Linked DNA regions of Capra hircus: regions 1 and 3 are each linked to region 2. The links are chromatin contacts, called in public Hi-C maps. All regions are on one chromosome and are shown on one strand. Each heading gives the region's core, a stretch centred on a gene start, on an enhancer-like site or on the middle of the called end of the contact. The rest is flanking DNA. Distances are from core to core; before and after follow the strand shown.

Evidence for each region. A called contact is a pair of places that touch in the nucleus more often than the background predicts.
Region 1: a Hi-C map of blood shows a contact between it and region 2, with 2.4 times the contacts expected there. The contact joins two enhancer-like sites. A contact is called at or near these places in 2 of 5 Hi-C or Micro-C datasets (both in blood).
Region 3: a Hi-C map of blood shows a contact between it and region 2, with 5 times the contacts expected there. The contact joins two enhancer-like sites. A contact is called at or near these places in 3 of 5 Hi-C or Micro-C datasets (blood and liver).

The regions. Positions count from the first base shown.
Region 1 is chr19:10,426,404-10,429,196 of ARS1.2, reverse strand. It overlaps VMP1 (vacuole membrane protein 1), which reads right to left. Exons shown (of 11, transcript XM_018064144.1): 11 at 1-845. The coding sequence ends at 656. Among named protein-coding and RNA genes, the nearest start is that of MIR21, 3.2 kb to the left of the region's middle. Within about 2 kb of position 1,381, at least 4 of the 5 cell types and tissues checked have an H3K27ac peak or open chromatin away from gene starts, as enhancers often do.
Region 2 is chr19:10,341,936-10,344,635 of ARS1.2, reverse strand. All of the region lies in intron 5 of VMP1 (vacuole membrane protein 1), which reads right to left. Among named protein-coding and RNA genes, the nearest start is that of VMP1, 42 kb to the right of the region's middle. Within about 2 kb of position 1,330, at least 2 of the 5 cell types and tissues checked have an H3K27ac peak or open chromatin away from gene starts, as enhancers often do.
Region 3 is chr19:10,445,399-10,448,098 of ARS1.2, reverse strand. It overlaps TUBD1 (tubulin delta chain), which reads left to right. Exons shown (of 9, transcript XM_018064143.1): 8 at 856-1,039. LOC108638243 (a long non-coding RNA gene) reads right to left here. Exons shown (of 2, transcript XR_001919667.1): 2 at 1,155-1,501. Among named protein-coding and RNA genes, the nearest start is that of MIR21, 16 kb to the right of the region's middle. Within about 2 kb of position 1,273, at least 1 of the 5 cell types and tissues checked has an H3K27ac peak or open chromatin away from gene starts, as enhancers often do.

The sequences.
Region 1 (2,793 bases), core at 132-2,631, 85 kb before region 2:
ATACCTGTAGAGTAGTGTCAAGATAGTTTTATATATATTCTTGTTCCAATATTAGGAGCAGCTTTTAAAACATAAATGTTATCTATTTCTGGAGTTATGTTTGGTCAACTGAGGGCAGCAAAGGGCCACATAAAGCGTTGTAAGGCCATTAAAAAAAAACAACAAAAATAACCCTATGCTTCCTTCAAGTTCCCCATTTCAGGTTATTGCTTACTCATCCTCTCCTAGTCATTTCCTTTCTTTGCTACAGAACTGTTTATATAAAAGGCAGGCTTAAAGTTTTTAAGTTCAGTTATGTTAACAGCTTTGGTTTATATTTAAGAAAAAAATTATTTTCCCATCAATGAAAAGAAAAAGAGAGCAAAAATAGATATTCAAATGAACTCATTAAATCCAATATTTTGTTATGCTATAAATCTTAACTTTCTAATCCACTTGGAAAGTATTCTTGCTACTTATAAATAAATCACTGAAGATCAAGGCAATAACTCATTCTACATAACATATCCATTATTTTCCATTAGCCCAATGCTCGTTTTGGGGAGAAGTACAAAACAGAAGTTACATTTTTCTGCTTTAGACAAAGACATTTGCCAGTAGAGGGTACACAGAGCTTCAAACTTCTATTAAGCCTGACAAACCTCACTCTATTTGCCTAAAAATGCCAGTGAGTGCCGTGAATGTAACTGCAGCCTGAAACCGTGGGGGTGGGAAAGAGAAGAAAACCAGGGAAAAGTCTCACCTGCGGTGTGCCCATTTCGCTTCTGTGGTGAAGCTTCTGCCGCTGGGCCTCCAGGTATTCCTGGAATGGCTTCTGCAGAGATGGACCTATGCCGGGGACAGCACTGGAGGCGTGGTACAATAACCCCAGGAAAAAAGACACATTTGGGAAGAAAAGCAAGAAAGAATGTTAAAGGAAAATCCACTTACCGCCTTGACTCAAAAAAGCAGGGACTAGACAGAAAGAGGAAAAAACCCAACAACAATCAGCAGAGCTGGCAAAATCCTGTGAACTCTTCCCAATGGATAAAAATTCATCCTTTCACAACCCCTTACGGGAGACAACTCTCTCCCACCAACATGTTTAAGAAGGAAATAGGAGCTGAGAGTCTAGCAGAAGAGTTGGTTCTCTCAGAGTGAGGCGAGCTCAGCCGATGCTGCACACTGGTGTGGTACAAAGAGTAAAATGAATGACTTCTGAGAAGTCTCACATTTATCACCACCAGTTCCTGTAAGAACTGGTTTGAACCGATTAATAAGGAAATGACTTATGCTTGTGTCATCCCTGGTTGAAAAAGAAACTGCCCGCCCTCTCACTGACTTGTCCCATCTTCTCCGAGGAGGCGGTCCTTTCTCAATCCAAGTCCTTATTAGGACAATCTGTGCGTCATCCTTATCCAAAAAGAATGCATTAGCAAATTTGGGAGGCACCTCCTACCAGGCAGAAGTCAGTGATTAACAAAGGCACAAAGAAGGAACTATGAACCTTGAATCACGTCGTGGCTTATGGTGGATGGCTTGCATAGAAACTACACAACATTACTAAACAACTTGTTCTGAGATGACTGGGATAGTGATCGCTGATAAGTTTATGGACTCAGAGCTCCCTCTCACCTAGAATGTGCTCAGGCAGTGCTGTTAAACCGGTTTGGCAACTGTAGCTACCAGGCTCCCGATTTAGAAATGCTTGCAGGCATTTTAAAAAAACGGTAACTTGGGGCGACTTAGAAAACCAAACATCTCTACTTTCTATAACCTTTATTTTCTCATCTGTCATAACAGGGCTAAAAGCTAAATGAGCCCAGTCATTTTCCTGGGGCCAGCAAAGGGTATTTTATGTATTTGCAACAGTACCTAAAGTTCTCCTCTAAGCAAGTATTAATGTCACCACCTTTTTTCTAGAACAATTTCAGTTGCTGCTTTCTCTAACAAAAAGCAGGAGTACAGAAGAGAAATTTCTTGCTACTCTATTTACCAGAGGGTCACAAATACATACTCCTGGCTGACACTTTTCTCGGGTCTGTTAATGATCAACCAACAAGCCCTTAATAGAGTCCTTATTTTATATCCAAACTGTAATCGGTGCTATGGGGAGAGAAAAAAACTGCAAGAAGTGGTCCATGTCCAAGAACTCAAATCAATATTATATGGATTCAAAACACGCATGCGCACACACACACAGACACACAGACACACACACACGAACTCATTTGTGAATAAGAGAATTTATAAATCAGTAATAAATTTCTCAATTTTTTGGTACAGAAGACACATTCCAAAGAAACTGAAGGGAGAAAAGAGAGACCAGTGTGGGGTGAAGTTGTTTAAAAAGTCCTTTAAGGAATACTGAAAGATGTGTAAAAAGGCCTGAAGAGAGATATGTAGCAGAGGCAGTGACTTGCATGGATGATCCCAGAAGACCCGTAAGACAGATCTCCAAGATGGAGAAGTCTCCTTTCCTCTCACAGCCTTCTGTGTGGCCTCACGTGAGTATGGTAAACCAGCAGAGCTGTCTCTGAACTGTTTGCTGTTTTTCGGTAACGACTATTCTACAAAGGAGCAACAACAGTACAAACTTTCTCTTTAAAAGAAAGATTTTCCCTGGGTAGTTCTTTATATAATGCGTAAAAGAATGCAAATAGCGCATCCACTTACACTTGAAATAAACCACAGAAATATAAAAAAATCCAATGAAATAAATGTGTAAGAAGACTGGCTTTGAAGATTGCAGATTTTTAAGAACTTTTCTTCAGAAATTGATTCTTTTCGTTTTTTTTTTTGGCTGGTGCACAG
Region 2 (2,700 bases), core at 81-2,580:
GGGGAAAGACTCAGAGCTGATCATGCCCTCATCAAAAAAAGGGCAAACAGATCTTTTCTAAGAAGGGCCTGATGGTCTTCCCGCAAGAGCCCTGAGTCACTGCATACTTATAGCCAGAGTCATTATACCTATACAGAGCAATATTAGGTCACACTAGAACCTTCCTTTTGGCAATTTCTTCCCTTTTTTGTCTTACAGAGGGACAGACAGGTAAACTATGGAGCAATCATCAGAAGTCAAGCAGGAAAAAATGTGAAGAGGTTGGCTAACAATTTTTAAAAGAATTGTTCCAGCTCATGGCATTAAATGATTCCTATAATAGTTCTCTTATTGAAACTGCTTCACTATTTCACTTCAACCCATATCCATGCAGTTTTTCAAATAACATTTTCTTTAGGCAATAAGTAGCCAAGAGTCAAAAAGCTTAAGAAAGGCTTTATATGTATACATATAAAAGAGTACTACAAAGCACTATATACAAACGATGAGGCGCTTATTCACTAAAGGAAACAGGGCGCTACAGACAGAGAAGTTCTGCGAACATTTGATAGTAATCAAGACGCTGGACTTCTTAATACAATTTTTACCACATTTTAGCAGTGAAGCAACATTAAACTTTAAGGGAAAAGCAGACTTTTGCATTTTACACAGGGGCAAATATCTCACTACTTACTTTCCTTGTATTTACTATATAACAAACAGTCCCAATTTTTTTTTATTAAAATGGTCTTTGTTTATGTTTTCAAGTAGAATTCTTTATTCATTTATATCTTATTACCATATCTGATAACCACATTCTAAACTTACAGTTTTATGGCCATGGCTTCTCATGGTACTTAAAACACTCTTGACATTCACTGATTTTTAGATGCAATGTATTTAAACTACCAATCTTTATCTATAAAGTGATATTCTTAATCTAAAACAGTCGTTTAACACAACTGACTCATAAATACCATTCAGATGATAATGCCCTGATGGTATATCTTTTTGTAAAATCTGATCTACTTTACAATGTAACTAAATAGCTTCGAAACTTTTCTATGTTCTAATTGCCATCTAAATAAGGCAGTTCTAATGTGAAAATTCCTCCCGTTTTGATTCCCAAAGGTGAGGGAATTCAATGGTTAAAATAGATGACAAAGAGAAAAGGCATTTTGTACAATACATTCAGCCTTCTATTTACAGCTTACTATTTGAGAGTCTTTAAAAACTTTAAAGTGATTGTTGACAGTTTTTGTTCTCAGAGTTCTTTGTCTAAGAGCTGGCCTTGTTTTGAAAGGAACATAGGGCTTGGTAAACCTTTCTCCAGGAAACTGCTCCACCTAGTGTCAAAACTGTCTGTGTACACATTATCTGTAAATTCTTGCTGAAGGACTCATTCTCTTTGTTACTGTTAAACAGAACAGACTTTATAATCATTAATAGCATATGCAGTTTGTTGCTGCTGTCTGTCGCTAACTCGTGTCCAGCGCTTTTGCGACTCCATGGACTGCAGCCTGCCAGACTCCTCTGTCCATGGCAGTTCCCAGGTAAGGATACTGAAGTAGGTTGCTGCTTCCTACTCCAGGGAATCTTCCCAACCCAGGGACTGACCCTGGGTCTCCTATATTGGCAGGCGGATTCTTTACCACTGAGCCACCTGACAGTTGTTAAATCACCTTCTCTTACAACATTAGGAATAATAATGTACGTGCATATAAGGAGCATGTCTGAGATATATTTCTCATTATCAAGTTCCAATGTTCCTGCTTTTAAGCTGGTTGTTTACAAAATTACGAATCATATATCCTAGTAATGGGAATAATTCTAATGTGGCTACTGAAATTACCTTATCGCTTCTCCCAATTATTTGTAACAATCTAAATGTAATTCAAAAATTATTTATTTCTCAAATGATTGCAGGGTTGTAAAGGTTGTATTTTTACAACAGGCTGGTTCTGCACACATCAATGGTTTCAAACATGAGATCAGAACTAAATTTTGTTGTCATCAGGCAGCTCAACCGGAAGAAATTCTTTTACTTTTCTCTTCATGAAAAGTTGCCTTTTTTTTTTTAACCCCCTGATGGTCTTCCAGACCACTCAAGCACTTGCACAACTATAATTCTCTCCCAAAACGTCATGTTAAGTCTACTCTTATGACCTGGAAGAGAGAAGAAATCCTTTTTTGGCAAATGGAGAAATCAAATGCATAACATGTCACATAAAAATCCTTAGAGAGTAGTTAGTTCACTAAGGCTCCCGAGTTCAATATGCTTCTTCTGGTGTACTATCGTCATTCCATGAATTAGAGCCAGGGTTAGCAAACTACAGCCTGGGGTTAAACCCAGTCTGCTCTTTGTGTTTTTGAATAAAGACTGACTGGAAAACAGTCACATTCATTCCTATATACTGTTCCTGGGTGCTTTCTTGTTACCATGCCAGATCAGAGGAATTACCAAAGGGATTGCACGGCCTGCAAAGCCTAAAACATTTACTATTTGGCCCCTTTACAGCAAAAGTGCGGCCCCTGGGCTGTCATCGTTCCCTGGGCCAAATCACTATTAAGGTGAAAATTCTGACACATTCAAACACAGAGATACATCAAAGAAGTTAACAGCAGTCACCTTCTCTTTATTAAGCTGTTTTTACTCTGGGCATTATTTCCACTAGTAAATAAGCACTCAAGTTCTGAATCACCTGAAAGGAAACCTGCTAC
Region 3 (2,700 bases), core at 24-2,523, 100 kb before region 2:
ATCCCATAGACTGTAGCCCACCAGGCTCCTCTGTCCCTGGGATGTCCCAGGCAAGAATGTTGGAGTGGGTTGCCATTCCCTTCTCCAGGGGATCTTCCCAACCCAGGGATCCAACCGGTGTCTCCTACGTCTCCTCCACTGAGAGGCAGAGTCTTTACCACTGAGCCATGAGGAAAGCCCCTGTAACACCCTTAAATAAAAGAGTAGTAATAATTAAGAAGAGATCATATCAAGTCGATCAGATGCGGTACTTTCTTCCTATTCTTCATTTTAGATTTTAAAATAAGAGAATTAATAAAAGGACATGTAAAGTAATCTAACTTTTAAAAATTTGCCCACAGGAAATGATGCAGGTACATAGAGGTGTTCTTTCAAAGATATTCATTGCAGTATCTTTCACACTGATAGAAATGTGGGAACAACAAAACGCCCAGCAGTAGGAAATGTGTTAAGTAAATGATATGTTCATAGAAGCTTTTAAAAATATGGGTGATATTTATTGACATGGAAAAGAGGTTCACAACGTATTGGTGGATGGAAAATACAAATCACATAAGAGCATGCGTGTAAAATTCCAATATAAGAGAGGGTCAGCAGACTGTTCATAGTCATTATTTCTGGGTGGTGACATTTCAACTGTTGAGTTGACTTAAATTTTCTTCTTAATACTTCTCTGAATGGTGTGAATTTTTTTAATAATGATGAACATGGATCATTTATCCAAAAGCAATATAAAGCTAGTTTTAAAAAGGCAATACAAAAGACTTCTGGTGAAATGGAAAAGAAAGTGTTTATTAATTTGTTGCCAAAATTAATGATTTGTGATATAAACAATGGCTTGTTGTTTTACTCTAGGAGCATTTAAAGATCCAGCTCTCTATACTTCCTGGTTAGAGCCTGTGCACGCTTTCAATGTGTGGAAAACCCAGCGAGCCTTTAGGAAATATGAGAAGTCTGCAGCCTTGGTCAGCAATAGCCAGTCCTTAGTAAAACCACTTGATAGGATTGTGGGCAAAGCATGGAATATGTTTGCTTCAAGGTAAGCACAAAAGAAATCTACAAACCTTTCCTAACCTGAGGCAGATAACTGCTAGGCAGGTTCTGGAGTGTCTTAGTCTGTTTGGGCTGCTATAACAAAAATAGCATAAAGTGGGTGGCTTATAAACCACAGAAGTTTATTTCTGAAGGCCGGGAATTCCAAGAGTAAGGTCCCAGCAGATGCGACGTCCAGTGAAGGCTCACTTCGTGGTTTGCAGACGGCGTCTTCTTGCTGTGTCCTGAGCTGGCGGCAGAGGCGAAGGAGCTCTCGTGGGCCTGTCACCGCACTCACGAGGGCTCCACTGTGGTGAGAATCTCAGTCCCGAAGGCCTTACCTCCTGATATCAGGACCTTGAGAGTTAGGGTTTCACCGTGTAAATTTGGGGGGAACACATTCAGACTGCCATGGAGTGAGCACTTTGTAGGTATGAAACTTTGAACACGTTACTTCTGGCTTCCTTTCCTGTATGATGGATCCAAAAGAGAGGATATGTGTGGTGAAGGTTAAAATGAGATAATAATGTGGAAAAACACCTAGGCCGGTGCCTGACTAGTAAATGCTCAAGAACTGTTCCATAGTAATTTTCCAAAATTAGATCCTTGAGAATGGACGAGATCCTGATTTGCTCAGTGAGAAGGATATAGCAAGTTCAGCTCCACCTGATACTATGAAATGTCTGCCTGATGTGAAGAATTGCGTTAGCGGGCTCCCTGCCCTCTGCCACAGTTACTTAATGTGGCAGCAGAACTCCTAGATGACTGGATAAGCCTGTGCTTGGATTAGCCAGGATTCCCAGGGGTCTCCCCTCCTGTACCTGGCCATTCCCTGAACCCCCCTCCTCAGGACTGTGCGCTTTCTGTTTAGTTCTGGCCTAGTTCCCGTCCCACTGCCATTAAATGCTAGCAGCTGTTTTCACTAATTGAATTCATGTCCGCCCTTGATATTCTAATGTGATTTCTCCTTCTACAGAACATTTTGAGGGGCTGGGGCTATTAACAGGATCATCTGGCTTAAGTGCAAGTTAAGTGTTGTCTGAAAAACACTCGGGAGGCTTCATTTCATTCCTAGAACCGGACCTGTGTGTTTCTGCAGTTTCACACCTTAGATAAGACTTCCCAGGCACTTCTCAAGAGTTTATACTGAACCCAGTCATCTCCTCTGGGGTGTTGAATATGTGCTGGGTAGACAGCCAAATCTGAACACACTTTTTTTTTCCCTGTGTGCTTTTTTTTTTTTTTGGCCACGCCTGGCAGCTTGCTGGTTTCTTAATAATAGTTCCCCAGCCAGGGATGAAACCCTGTGAAAGCTCCGAGTCCTAACCATCGGCAGGCGTGCATCCACGCTCAGTCCTGTCCAGTTCTTCATGACCCCAGGGACTGTAGCCCACCAGGCTCCTCTGTCCATGGGATTTTCCTGACAAGAATACTGGAGCAGGTTGCTATTTCCTCCTCCAGGGGATGTTCCCAACCTAGGGATCTAACTCATGCCTCTTGCGTCTCCTGCATTGACCGGCGGACTCTTTACCATTGAGTCACCTGGGAAGGTCCCCTAACCACTGGACCACCAGGGAGTTCCCCTCCAATGTGCCTTTTATTGTCACTGTCTTGAATTGACAGAGCTTGAAATAAACTTTGAAAGCTTGCTAACTTTTGGAGTAAACA